2 separate regions of the Gossypium hirsutum genome follow, and region 1 is linked to region 2. Evidence: chromatin contacts called from public Hi-C data. All regions are on one chromosome and are shown on one strand. The core of a region is the stretch at or near the end of the contact, and the rest is flanking DNA. Distances in the headings are between cores, read along the strand shown.

Region 1 (6,302 bases), core at 250-2,749, 200 kb before region 2:
TTTTATTTCTTATAGAATCAGAGAAATCCATATTCTTCCACAGTATGATAGCATTGTAATAAAATAAAACTTATCCAATTTAAGGGAAGAAAAAGTGAAACAATCAAACTATAGCTTAGTGTCATGTAAACAACAAAGAAAAACTTGATCTGGATTGGAAAGGGAGTACCTTGAGCCACACCATGTCTGTATCACACATCAATAGCTCATAACCAAAAGGAAGTATAGCATTTATAAGTAATACTTTCTCTCTCCCCATTTTATGAAATGTAGGAGAGCCCCATCCAACATCTATTGTGCTCATATCGCTGCCCATATCAAATACTGGAACACCTTCCCAATACAAAGCCTCCAACAGTTTGGTGTCCATAGCACCTAAATCACAACGATTCCAATTCATTGTCCACTTTTAAGCACAGTTAACTGCAGGAAGATTTTAACAACTTACCAACAAGAAGATTAGAAACATCAAGATCCGTCAAGTGTTTAACCCAAGTCAAGATGAAATCCATAAACGCAAAGTTGCCAAAGGTGACAATAATGACATTGTCTTTCGCCCTTTCTCCAACCAGTTCTTTTGTTAATTTAAAGGACTCCAAAGGTGGCATTTTCGAATTACTAGGCGGAGCCTCCCATATAGTTTTCAACTGGTTGCTACCAGGTTGTGATGCTTTGTCTGTTGGTTGAGAAATGTTGTTACTGAAATTAGAACCACCATCTACCATTTGAGGACATCAGTTAATAAAATCATGTAATTGACTAATGGTAAAGCAAATGCTAAAAGAGTGAAGTTGATGTACTGAACAGAACATCATAATAAAGGGTATCAAAGAAAGTCTTCAAAATTGCAACATAATTCCATAAAAGAAGCTAGGGGAAGAAAGGGTCTAACATACAAACAAAAAGTCAAACTAACAAAAACCCATTAGCAATATTCCATTTTGATTAGGATCCAATAACGAAAACAATGTTTACTCAGTTGTTCTAATAACATATGATATGCCATTTGCACATACATAGAAGCTTAAATTAAAAAACAAAAGAAAAAAGAACAAGGAGCGTACTTTGGGAGAGAGGAGGGGAGGAAAGCCAAGAAGTAGAGATAGACTGGGTGCTGGTGGAAGCGGATGGAGAGTAAATGGCGGAGAACACATAAAAAGAAGTCGCCACTATCCCCACGATAATGGTGGTGTATATCGTCAGAAACAGAGGTTTAGAAGCAGCAGCCTCTTGAACTGCGTTTCTCCATCCCCCCATCTTTGCTGTGGGTTCCAACTTGATCTCTTTTTGGCGTTGAATTTTTTCAGGATGAAAATGCGAAACAAAGGAAAGGGGGTTTCGATTATAGTAGTCCGGACTCCATGTTTAATTTAGGAGTTTTCAGATCAAATTCAATAGCTGTAGCAACTTGTTATGTAAGAGCTGTAGGCTATAGCTTGGTCAACTTTCCCAGCCCCTTGTCTTTTATTTATATCACAAATCAGCTATTATTTTAGAATTTACCATGTGGCAAGCTGGCATAGGGACTATTATAAAATTTACAACAACATAGAAGAGAATAGATTTCTATTGAGTCATACACAAAATGGCAAGCGATAAGTGGTTTTAAGATCAGGGTGTCTGGTGCAGAGCAGAGCTTGGTGATGGACAACATTTCAGAATCTTGTCCGAATTTTGTGGGATTATGGCTTGGTTTTTACTTGGAAAACATTTTACAATCCCTTCATTTGATACATGTTTTAGTCAATGCAATATTTCATTTTGCTTACAAAATAACAAATATTTCACTAGAGTGAAAACCCCCTCGGTTCACACTCGGGGATTTTCAAGAAATTTTTAATTAATCTACGTAAAATTAAATTTTATTTGTAAAAGTAAAGGGGAATAAAAAGTTGGAAAGGTGATATAATTGGTAGATTAGAAAAATTAAAGGAAAGTTCATCTTAGCATATAAAACAAACCATTCTAAATATTTTACAACACCAAAAAAATTCATTCTAAATTTGAATAAGAGGAGGTGAGAAATGAGAGATGTAACTATGCATATTTAAGTAAAAATACCATAATAATTTCTATATTGCATTTTTTTCTTCGAGTAAAAAAAATAAGTAAACTGATCTTTCTGCGCACATGTGAAAAAGAAATTATTTAAAAGTGTTAGGATATTATGATATGATATTATCTCTTAGCAATTTGATTCATAATGGATATTATAGGATATTATCTTTTAGCAATTTGATTCCTACGTAACTACTACTGTATAGATATATATATCCTTAAGGTCTATCAATAAAATTCAAGTGGCATCTGAACAAGGTTTTTGACACAATTTTTTTTTCTTTCATCATTCTAAATGCCTGGCGGCGAGTCTGCTCCTCCTCCATCACCACCAAGGAGGGCGACACTTCCTGGTTTTACCGTTGAGCAATAGTAGTCTCTTTTAGCGGTGTTTGGTAATAAACAATCAACTTCCACTCGGTTGAATGGTAAGTTCAATAATAATTGGATTATTGATACGGGGTGTTCAAATCATGTTACGAGTGATCTTATGTGTTTGACGAATGTGAGAGATGCTGTAGCATGTTCCATAGGACTCTCTGATGGCCAAACAATGGTGGCTACCCAAGAAGGAATGGTTAAATTGAGGAAAAAATTCAATTAAAACACGTTCTTTACATTCCTAAATTAAACTGTAATTTAATTTTGGTTTCCCAGTTGAATGATGATATGAACTGTTTTGTCCAATCTTCTACTATCATATATGCTATTCACCTTCATTCGAGGGAGCTGATTGGAACGGGTGAGAGACGAGATGGACTTTACTACTTCCGACATGTTTCGATGGTCAAAGTGGTTTCAATTGAAGCTTCATCCTCTTTGGAACTTTGGCATAGAAGATTGGGTCACCCTTCCGAGAAAGTAGTAAAATTACTTCCTTATGTTAGTAACTCTAGAGATAATCTAAATAAAGCATGTTAAATTTGTCATCGTGCTAAGCAGGCTAGAAATAACTTTTCAATTAGTGAACAAAAAACCACTCGTATTTTTGAGTTAGTTCATTGTGATTTATGGGGTTTTTATGACACTCCTTCATCTTGTGGATCTCATTGTTTTTTGACATTAGTTGATGATTTTTCTCGTGCTATTTGGGTATATCTATTGGAAAATAAAAAAAAGAGGTTTTCAAAGTTTTCATGTTATTCATTGCTATGGTTGACCGCCAATTTCTCAATAAAAAAAGTGTGTTAGAAGTGATAATATGACGAAATTTAATTGTTCAGGATTATTTTCTTGCAAATGGCATTATTTTTCAAACATCTTGAGTTGAGGCTCTTCAACAAAATGGGAAAGTGGAGAGGAAACATCAACATATTTTAAATGTAGCTCGTGCTTTACGTTTCCAGGGAAATCTACTTATATCTTTTGGGGGAGAGTGCGTGTTGGCTACATCTCATCTCATTAATCAAACTCCTTCACCTCTTCTTCACAATAAAACACCCTATGAAATGTTGTTTGGTAGCCGTCCTTTGTTTGATGATCTTCGTGTGTTTTGGTGCTTATGTTTTGCTCATAATCAACGTTCTAAAGGTGATAAGTTTGTTAGTCGAAGTCGAAAGTGTGTTTTTGTTGGGTACCCTTTTGGAACAAAAGGGTTGATATTTATATGATCTGGATTCTAAGAAGTTCTTTGTGTCCCACCATGTGAAATTTTTTGAGGATATTTTTCCATATTTGGATGAGAATGTTGCAACCATTAAGCCTGGCAATGTTGCTGTAGCAACCCGTTTTTAGTGGTATCAGAAACAGTGGTTTCGAGATCGCGATTTCGATTAGTCAATATTTTATTATTTATTTAATATTTATATAGTTATTACAATGTCGTATTAAATTTTGGTTAGAAAATTTTAACGTTTAGATAGTTAATTAAGTAAAAAGGACTAAATCGTGAAAGTTGTAAAAAATAATTACTATAAGTTAAATTATATAGTTATAAAACCATGAATTAAGTGCTTGAAATGGTAAATCTACCAAATTGAAGTATAGTGGACAGTTAGGTGATAGGTTTTGTGTGAAATTTGAGTTAAAATGTTAATTTAATAAATAAACTGAAAATAAAAGATAACAAAACATGTTGTCATCTTTATTTTTTCATCACCACCGATTGTAAGAGGAGAAAAACACCATTTTTGAGTTCTTAAATTTCGGCCAAGCTCTAATTGGGTGCATGTAAGTGTTTTTCAACCCGTTTTTTTCATAATTTTTATATTTTTGACATCATTGTAGCTTAATCTAGCTAATCCTGAGACTAATTCATAAAATTGTTAAAATTTAGAATTATGTCATGGATGAATTTGTGATGTTTCTGAAGTTTTTTGTTAGATTATTAAACTTGATAGTTAAATATGACTATTTTGTAAAGTGATTTTGGTTAGTTTAAGTTAAAGGACTGAATTAATAAAATATTAAATTGAGCATGAAATTCTTGTGATTAATAAATATGGGCTATAATGGAATGAGGGAACATTTGGCTAGCATGAAGTTGGTGTAAATGTGATAGTTTTGGAAGTTTCAGGTTTAGGGATTAAATTGAATAAAAGATAAATGTATAGGGTAAATGTGCAAAATGACGAATAAGGGTCAAATATGTGAATTTAAATGTTTTGTGTTATTAAATCAATTAATTGAATAAAATTATTATATTTAAATTAAGAAACGGATCAGTTGGTTGATAATTGCGGGAAAGGAAAAGTCGTTGAGTAGTCGTTGTCAAATGTTGATAGCTATTGTATTTTGGTAAGTTCATATTACATTTATTAATGTTTTAATTAATTATGTGTTTGGTTATATGAATTTGAATGATTCTGTGATCTATTGAATGATAATAAAATTGAAAGATTATGGTTTGAAAGGTAAAATTTGAGTATGTAATGATCTTGGTAAAACATGATAAGCCCGAGTGAACTTAGTGAATAGTTAGGATACAAATGACATGTCATTAGGGCGTATCAGACACTAGTTGCCGGTGATTACAGTATTAGGTACTTTGTACCTGAGTTACAGTATCAAGCACTCTGTGCCAATTTATATTTATTAGGTACTATGTATCGATGATGGATACCATATCGATGGCTTGAGATCTTGCATATGTTACGGATTCTCTGTAGCTTGTGTGAGCAACATCATATATTGGTTAATTTCCTTTCGTTAGCTTGTGTGAGCATTACCCTCTCACATGCTTGAAGCCAATTTACTATTGTTCTCCAGGAAAAACAGTTAACTATTGAAATGGAAATAGAATGACATGATATAATGAATTATATTTGTTTGATTATATCTTGGTATGTGATTCTTAACATGATATGAACTATTCAGGTTCAGCCACTTCTCATACTTGGAAAGATGAAACAAGACAAAGGAATGTTTATTTTATGTTATGTATGATTTATAAATTAAATTGGCAGGTATGTGATGTTTTATTTTATGAACTTACTAAGCTTTATATAAGCTTACTCTATTTGGTTTTTCTTCTTTGAAGATTGATGGACTTTGGCTGTTGTTTGGAACATCATTGGAGATCACACTATCCAACAACTCTTTCGGTAGTTATTTGTATATTTTGGTCTGATTATAAGTGGCATGTAAATAAGGTTTCGGTATCTTTATGTTATTAGGTAACTTGGTGATGACTTGTATCATTTGAGATGTAATTTTGTATTTGGTATCTTGAAATGGTAGCTTTTCACTTGATGCCTTTGTTGATGAGATGTTGTTGAAATGGTCATTTTGGTTTTGGTAATTTATAAACTTATGATGAAGTATGTTTGCATTTGAAAGTTTAGTATAAATGGATGATTTTGGAATATGGTATTTGAGACTTGGTTGATGATTGAATAAGGTGGATGTGTTGATTATGTCTTAGTTTGGATAGTTGTTGTTTATAGTTGAATTGTAGTGCCATTGATGGCATATTGGTTAGGCACATACGTTGAATGTGAATTGGCATATTTTGGCATGTTTGGGTACATTTTGAATAGGTTTATGTAATAGTAAATGAATGGCTTTGAGTCTAAGAAATTGTGGGTGATTTGGCTTATGTTTTAAGCTATTTTGGGCACACACGGTCTGTGACACGGTTGTATGACCCGACCATATGGCCTCTTTGAATTTTTGTGTAGGTTTGTCCACATGACCTTAGAGAGTTACACGGCCTAGCTACATGATTGTGTGATCCTAAGTTACACGGGCACAAGTTGTTGTACGGTTTGGCCACACGGTCATGTTCTTGAGCCATATGGGCTGAG
Region 2 (5,689 bases), core at 993-3,492:
TTTAAGTTCTAACATCCAGAATAAGAAGCTAATATAACAATTCTTTGACAATTCAATCTGAAACAGCAAATGTTGAAATAGGATTGAACTAAAAAAATGTTATCCACTGTTATCAGTTAAGCACCCAACATTCAGACAATGTTAGAAACCAGATAGATACCCACTTATCAGAAAAGAAATGGTCAAGACATTGTTCTTCCACAAGTTGCCCCACAGTATCAAGGGCAGTTCTACCTGCAAAACACAGAAATTTAAAAATCCAAAGTCACGCGCACAGAAGTGATACAATAGGTGCTGGACACAAATTAAATGCAATAATATGGTCAGCAACTTGAATGCAATATAGTGAATCATGTATGCTACGGGGGGTTCTCCCAATTGGTTTTATTTGGAGATTTATCGTGGCTTTATCTCTAAATCAGTATCTCCATTTCGCGTTTTGTTGTCCACTCAATTAGTTTGTTGCTGAATGGTATAAGACTGTGCTCATGGTATAAGATTGTGGTATAAGATATGAACCTGTGAATCTAATTTAACCGTCTTTGAAAAACTCAAGTTTCAACAAAACCTCCCAGAATTGCCTGAACAAACTCATTGATTCCAAATAAAACATTTAGGCTAATTAGTTTGGAAAAGACAGAGGAGAGTTGGGGAGGGGTTTCCCTAACCTTTTCCAACACATTTTTTATTTTCAATGGAATTGCCCATCTCAAGTGGTGCTAAAACATACCCTGACTAGCTTTAACTAATTAGGCTTAGTTAATGTTATAGACTTGACATAAGTGCTTTCAAAAACTCATCTTTTGCCAATAATTTATACCTGGGTCTACCAGGACACATTATTAAGCCAAAATCTTCGTGCTAGATAATTACAGCTCAAGGAATGATATGACCTCCAGAATCCTAATGGTCGTATCCCTCCCCCATATTTTACCTTGATTTGTGTACACATCCAAATGATAAAACAAAATAGATCAGTTGTTTAATAAACAGATATCAATGAAATAACCAGAGAAGTAATAAAAGGGTTTATACTAAAATGTTTAGAAGAACTAAGTGGAACAACAGATAAACATAACGCAATCATCTTGGCTGCATTGTTACTCAGCGTAAGTAGTGATATGGATGCTACTTTAATTATCGCTGAAAGCTGCAATAACTTTTATTTAGAGATTGTGCTGTTTCCATCAGGATTCATACTATTCAGCTATGTAATTCCATAAATTAGTAGAGAAAACTGACCTAATTTCTGTTCCCCCTAATAATCAATTCAAAGGAAGCAACAGAGTCGAGAAAAGTTTTCATATAATATAGCAAACCACTTAACTACAAACACTTGTTAGGTGCGATTGTTGTAACTAATTTAAAGAGATAAAGGGGACAGATAATTAGAACACTAACAAACGTAATTTAAGAGTTATGAAAGCAAAGGGTAATATATACGGTATACCTCTATACTCCCATGCAAAGTGGTAATGACCTGAATATGATCCGTAGCGCCATTGGTTAAAGGCTTGGACAAAAAGGAGCTCGCTGTTAAAATCAAGAAAAAAAAACTCGTTCCAGATAGTGTTGAAATATATATTACTTTTTCCTCTTTTAGATTAATTATTTTTGAGAAGTAGGAATACTTCTATTAAGGATCGAGAGAACATAAATAATAAGAAGATATTCCTGGAAAAAGATTTGCATGCAAAAGTGAACTATTGATATGGCAACTGAAGGGGGAAAAAAGAATGAACCTGAATAAACGCTGGTAGAGACGTTCTTGCTCTGTACTTGTAAATTTTGGAAATTCTTTACTAAAATCCTTCATAATTACAATAGAGAAAACCATTTAAAAGTATGCACATTGTGATCCAGCTTTGAGAAAAACTTACAAGAGAAAAAAAAAATCTCAAGAATAAAAAGGAAAAAAAGGTGACCTAGCCTCTTTAGAACAGGTAGTGAGAAGGGAGCGAAGAGCGAGGTTGAAGGACATTTTAAAATCGGATTGTCTTCTTCTTATCATCGTAGGAGCTCCACCGCCATTTCTGCTACCCATTTCTTTTTGGATAAAATACAATACAAACAACCAAAGAACACCCAAAATTGAAGTGTGCAGAGTATGCTTCCTATTTCCCAATCAATTCAACGTTAAAATTTAGAATTTCTCCAATATCGCCTCGAGCAAGCAGTAGAGATACATTTAGGAGCCGTTCATGTACGGATATTTACAGAGTAACCTAATTTAACATTAACTTTTATAAAAAAATATATAGTTCTTTAATTTTATTAGATGATATCACTGAAAGTTTATCATTAATATATTTGAGCCAAATTTTCTCATAAAAATTATACCAGAGTTTTTATCAACGAAAAAATTAATACTAAAATTTAAATGATATAATTTGATGAAATTTGGCAAAATTACCTATAATATTAATACAAAGCAAATATGCACATGTATATATTATATATATTTAACAAACACACCAACAGGTTTGAGTGAACGATGTGATATAATACATTTAACTTATTTTTTTGTTTTCCGTTATAATATTTAATCTCACCGCCACTGATATTTTTACACTAATTATAATAAACACACCGTTCAACCAAACTCGCCCTTATTATACCACTTTGAAGCATTATTATTTGTCATCACAACAAAGACTCAACATCATACAATACAAAAACCCGTTTTCGTTTTTCGGATTGAGCCAGCCATATAAAAAAAGCCTTGCAGTTGGAACAGCCACGAAATCTCAAATTCACTACAAAGAACACCGCTGTCTTGCGCTGTTTGCCTACGACCCAAAAATGGAAAAAAGGAAATAATATTCCAAAAAAAAGAAACGAAACTCTGTACTGTCCAACAACTACAGACCCGTACCTGACTCTTAAACCCCATTCGAGGTGGCTGAATCAAATTAATACCACAATCTCTGCATATCTGTGCTAATGATACCTCAATGCTCGTATGGTTCACCTATCAACTGCCCAGTTGTTAGCTGTATGGAAGTAAAACCATAATGAAACCCCATTGCTGTAAGTCATGTCAATCCTTCCTTCCCAATATATTTCACCCGAGTATATCTTTAAACAAGTTTGGATTCTGACTCGATGGAGTAACACCTATCTGCCTAACCAGTGCATCCTTTTCCAATGAATCTTTAAGGTTGGGGCCCTTACTACTTTGAGCTACTTGCATGGTTGTAGTGCCACCAACCATATTTGTCATTGGCGGCTTTGACAAGCCAGATAAAATATCACTGTCTTTATGGTGTGCGCCAGCAGTTGTCTCTGTGTACAATCCCATTATATCAGGGGACTTCGTAACAGCAGCAGTTGAACTATGATTCACTGCTGAAGAAACTTGAGTTGTTGGCTCAAGAAGACCCTCCAGATCTTTAAATGGATCTAGTGAAGGAGCAGTACTTCTGACAGTTGGTTCTCCAAAATCAAGCAAGTCCGGAGGTTGTTGAACAGATGTCTTCTCTGAAGCAACTTCCATACTAGACTTCACCATGTGGCTGCTTGGCTTTGAACTCTTATGACCAGTAGCCGACTTCTTTTCTGTTTTTGATGGACCTCCAAACAGCGAAGCAGCCAGTTTCTGCTTTTCTGGAGATATTTCAACTTGTTTCCTAGAATCATAGGTTTCACGTGTTCTTGAATTTGCAGTATTTGACCCATCAACTTGCGTGATACCATTAACTGTTTTCAGGGATGTGGAATTTGAGGTAGATGTTGAGGGAAAGTGTGTTTGCCTACCCCACCTTTTTTGGACTCCATCTAGTCGTAGCTTGAGCTCTGTTGATGCTGCATCTGATGATACAGATGGCACAGTAGTAGTCTGGTAGCTTTCCCTAGGATACATCGCCTCTGGCACTGGAACAAGTTCAGTTGAAGCAAGTGATGCAGGAGGAATCCTCGCTTGCACTGTTTGCTTTGGAAGCTCATATGCCTCAAACCTGAGACCATGTGACGAAGCTTCATGGTGATCTTGATTCCTAAAATTGCTGATATTTAACATTCCAGTGCGTTCACTCTCAGGAATATAGGGCTGAGCACCTTTTTCAATTGACTCTTGGATATAATCATTAAGGAAGGAAAGGGCTTTATCAACCTGCAAGAGAGGACTAAAAGTGATCTACTCTTGCATGAAAATAAAATATATATTTAGCAAATAATATTCCACCAAGATGCAGTTAACAGAACAAACAAGGAACTAAAATGACAAATAGCCCTAGCAAGTACCCAAAAATAGTTTAATGGCTGAACATATCTGGACTATGGTTTCATAGAAATGTAGGGGCTTTAAACATCAACCACTTAATCTGGCACCAGATATATTCACAATCTTGTGAAGCTCCAGTATTGGGCATGTTTGAAAAGAATTATCCAGCATACATGTAGGTCAATTCAATGCAATAACGGAAGACAAGTGCAGGAGGCTATGGCATTACTCTTTCCTCAAGGAAAATTTCAAAATTAAAAGATGTAGCACATAATATTTGAGAAAGCAAGGAGAGATAACACTTACCAAAAACTAAAGGGCAGATGTCAGAGCATTTAAATAACACATCAATCATAGGTTTTAAGTCCTGAACACTCTATAAAACTGAATTTTAGGCCATGGAAGCTTCAATATGGAACATAAGACTTTGAGGGATTTAGGAACTCAAACTATAAAGAAATAGATTTTAAAAACAGGGCCCCGAAATTCAAAGTTCATAAAGTGAGAATATGTACATAAAATCCAAAATAAAGCACCTCAATATCTTCACAACTTGCATCTGATGGCAGAATACTCTCAACAGCATGAGCATCAAGGCCAATCACAGCTTGCAATTCATAGGCCCGTTGCTGTAAATCTGTCGAGTGAGAAGCCAAAAATTCTTCCATTAAAGAATGACACTGCATCAACAGAGGACAGACCACTCAGTCCACAAATTTTGTCACAACTACAATTTTATTTTTATAATAAATTTTAACATTAATAACAATTTTAAATATTAAATAATATTCTTAATATTTATTGAAAAATATTTATATTACTATTTTAATAATAAATATATATTGCAATTTATAAATATTTAATAATAAATATTTATTAATCTATTATGTTTTAATTAGTCATTGATTATTATTAAGTCTATATAAGATATTAATTATCGTATCATAAAGTAAATTGTAGTTGTCAAAAGATATCCCTATAATATTTTGTCACAAATATAATAAATGTTGTGTTTGTTTCCTTGAAAACAACTTTCAAAAAATGATTTCATGAAAATTTACCAAACAACGAAAAATATTTTATATAAAATCATCTAAACACTAGAAAATATCAGTTTTTCCAGAAAATTAATCCATTTTCCAAAAATCATTTTTCAGAAAATTGTTTTCAATGAAACAAACACAGCCTTACTAGCTAATGTTGAGAGAATTATAGTGCTAACATTTTCTGTTTAAAGCAACCAAACAACCCCAAAACCAGACCTTTCTAAAATGTAGTCTATAAGATTATTATCAAACTTACAAAATACAAACCTCCAACTTGAGTTCTTGAAAATAATGCAAATCCGTAAGAACTATTTTCAAATTATGTTGTTCAGCATCAATCAGATGCATGAAAAGCTTACCATGCTAGTTTTAAATTATTTTCACCATGTTGCACTAAAGACATGCAATCTAACATAAAATT

What was found. A called contact is a pair of places that touch in the nucleus more often than the background predicts.
Region 1: a contact with region 2 is called in a Hi-C map of leaf, with 4 times the contacts expected there. The contact joins the promoter of LOC107900691 here to the promoter of LOC107900694 in region 2. A contact is called at or near these places in 16 of 34 Hi-C or Micro-C datasets (anther, callus, fibers and 4 more).

Annotation. Positions count from the first base shown.
Region 1 is chrD08:54,916,909-54,923,210 of Gossypium_hirsutum_v2.1, reverse strand. LOC107900691 (arabinosyltransferase XEG113) reads right to left here and starts at 1,499. Exons shown (of 13, transcript XM_016826373.2): 1 at 1,065-1,499; 2 at 449-718; 3 at 170-375. The coding sequence starts at 1,257.
Region 2 is chrD08:54,722,264-54,727,952 of Gossypium_hirsutum_v2.1, reverse strand. LOC107900694 reads right to left here and starts at 2,242. Exons shown (of 6, transcript XR_005916871.1): 1 at 1,926-2,242; 2 at 1,743-1,810; 3 at 1,451-1,533; 4 at 165-234. LOC107900692 (AP-4 complex subunit epsilon) reads right to left here. Exons shown (of 11, transcript XM_041098415.1): 10 at 4,759-4,902; 11 at 2,593-4,111. The coding sequence ends at 3,065.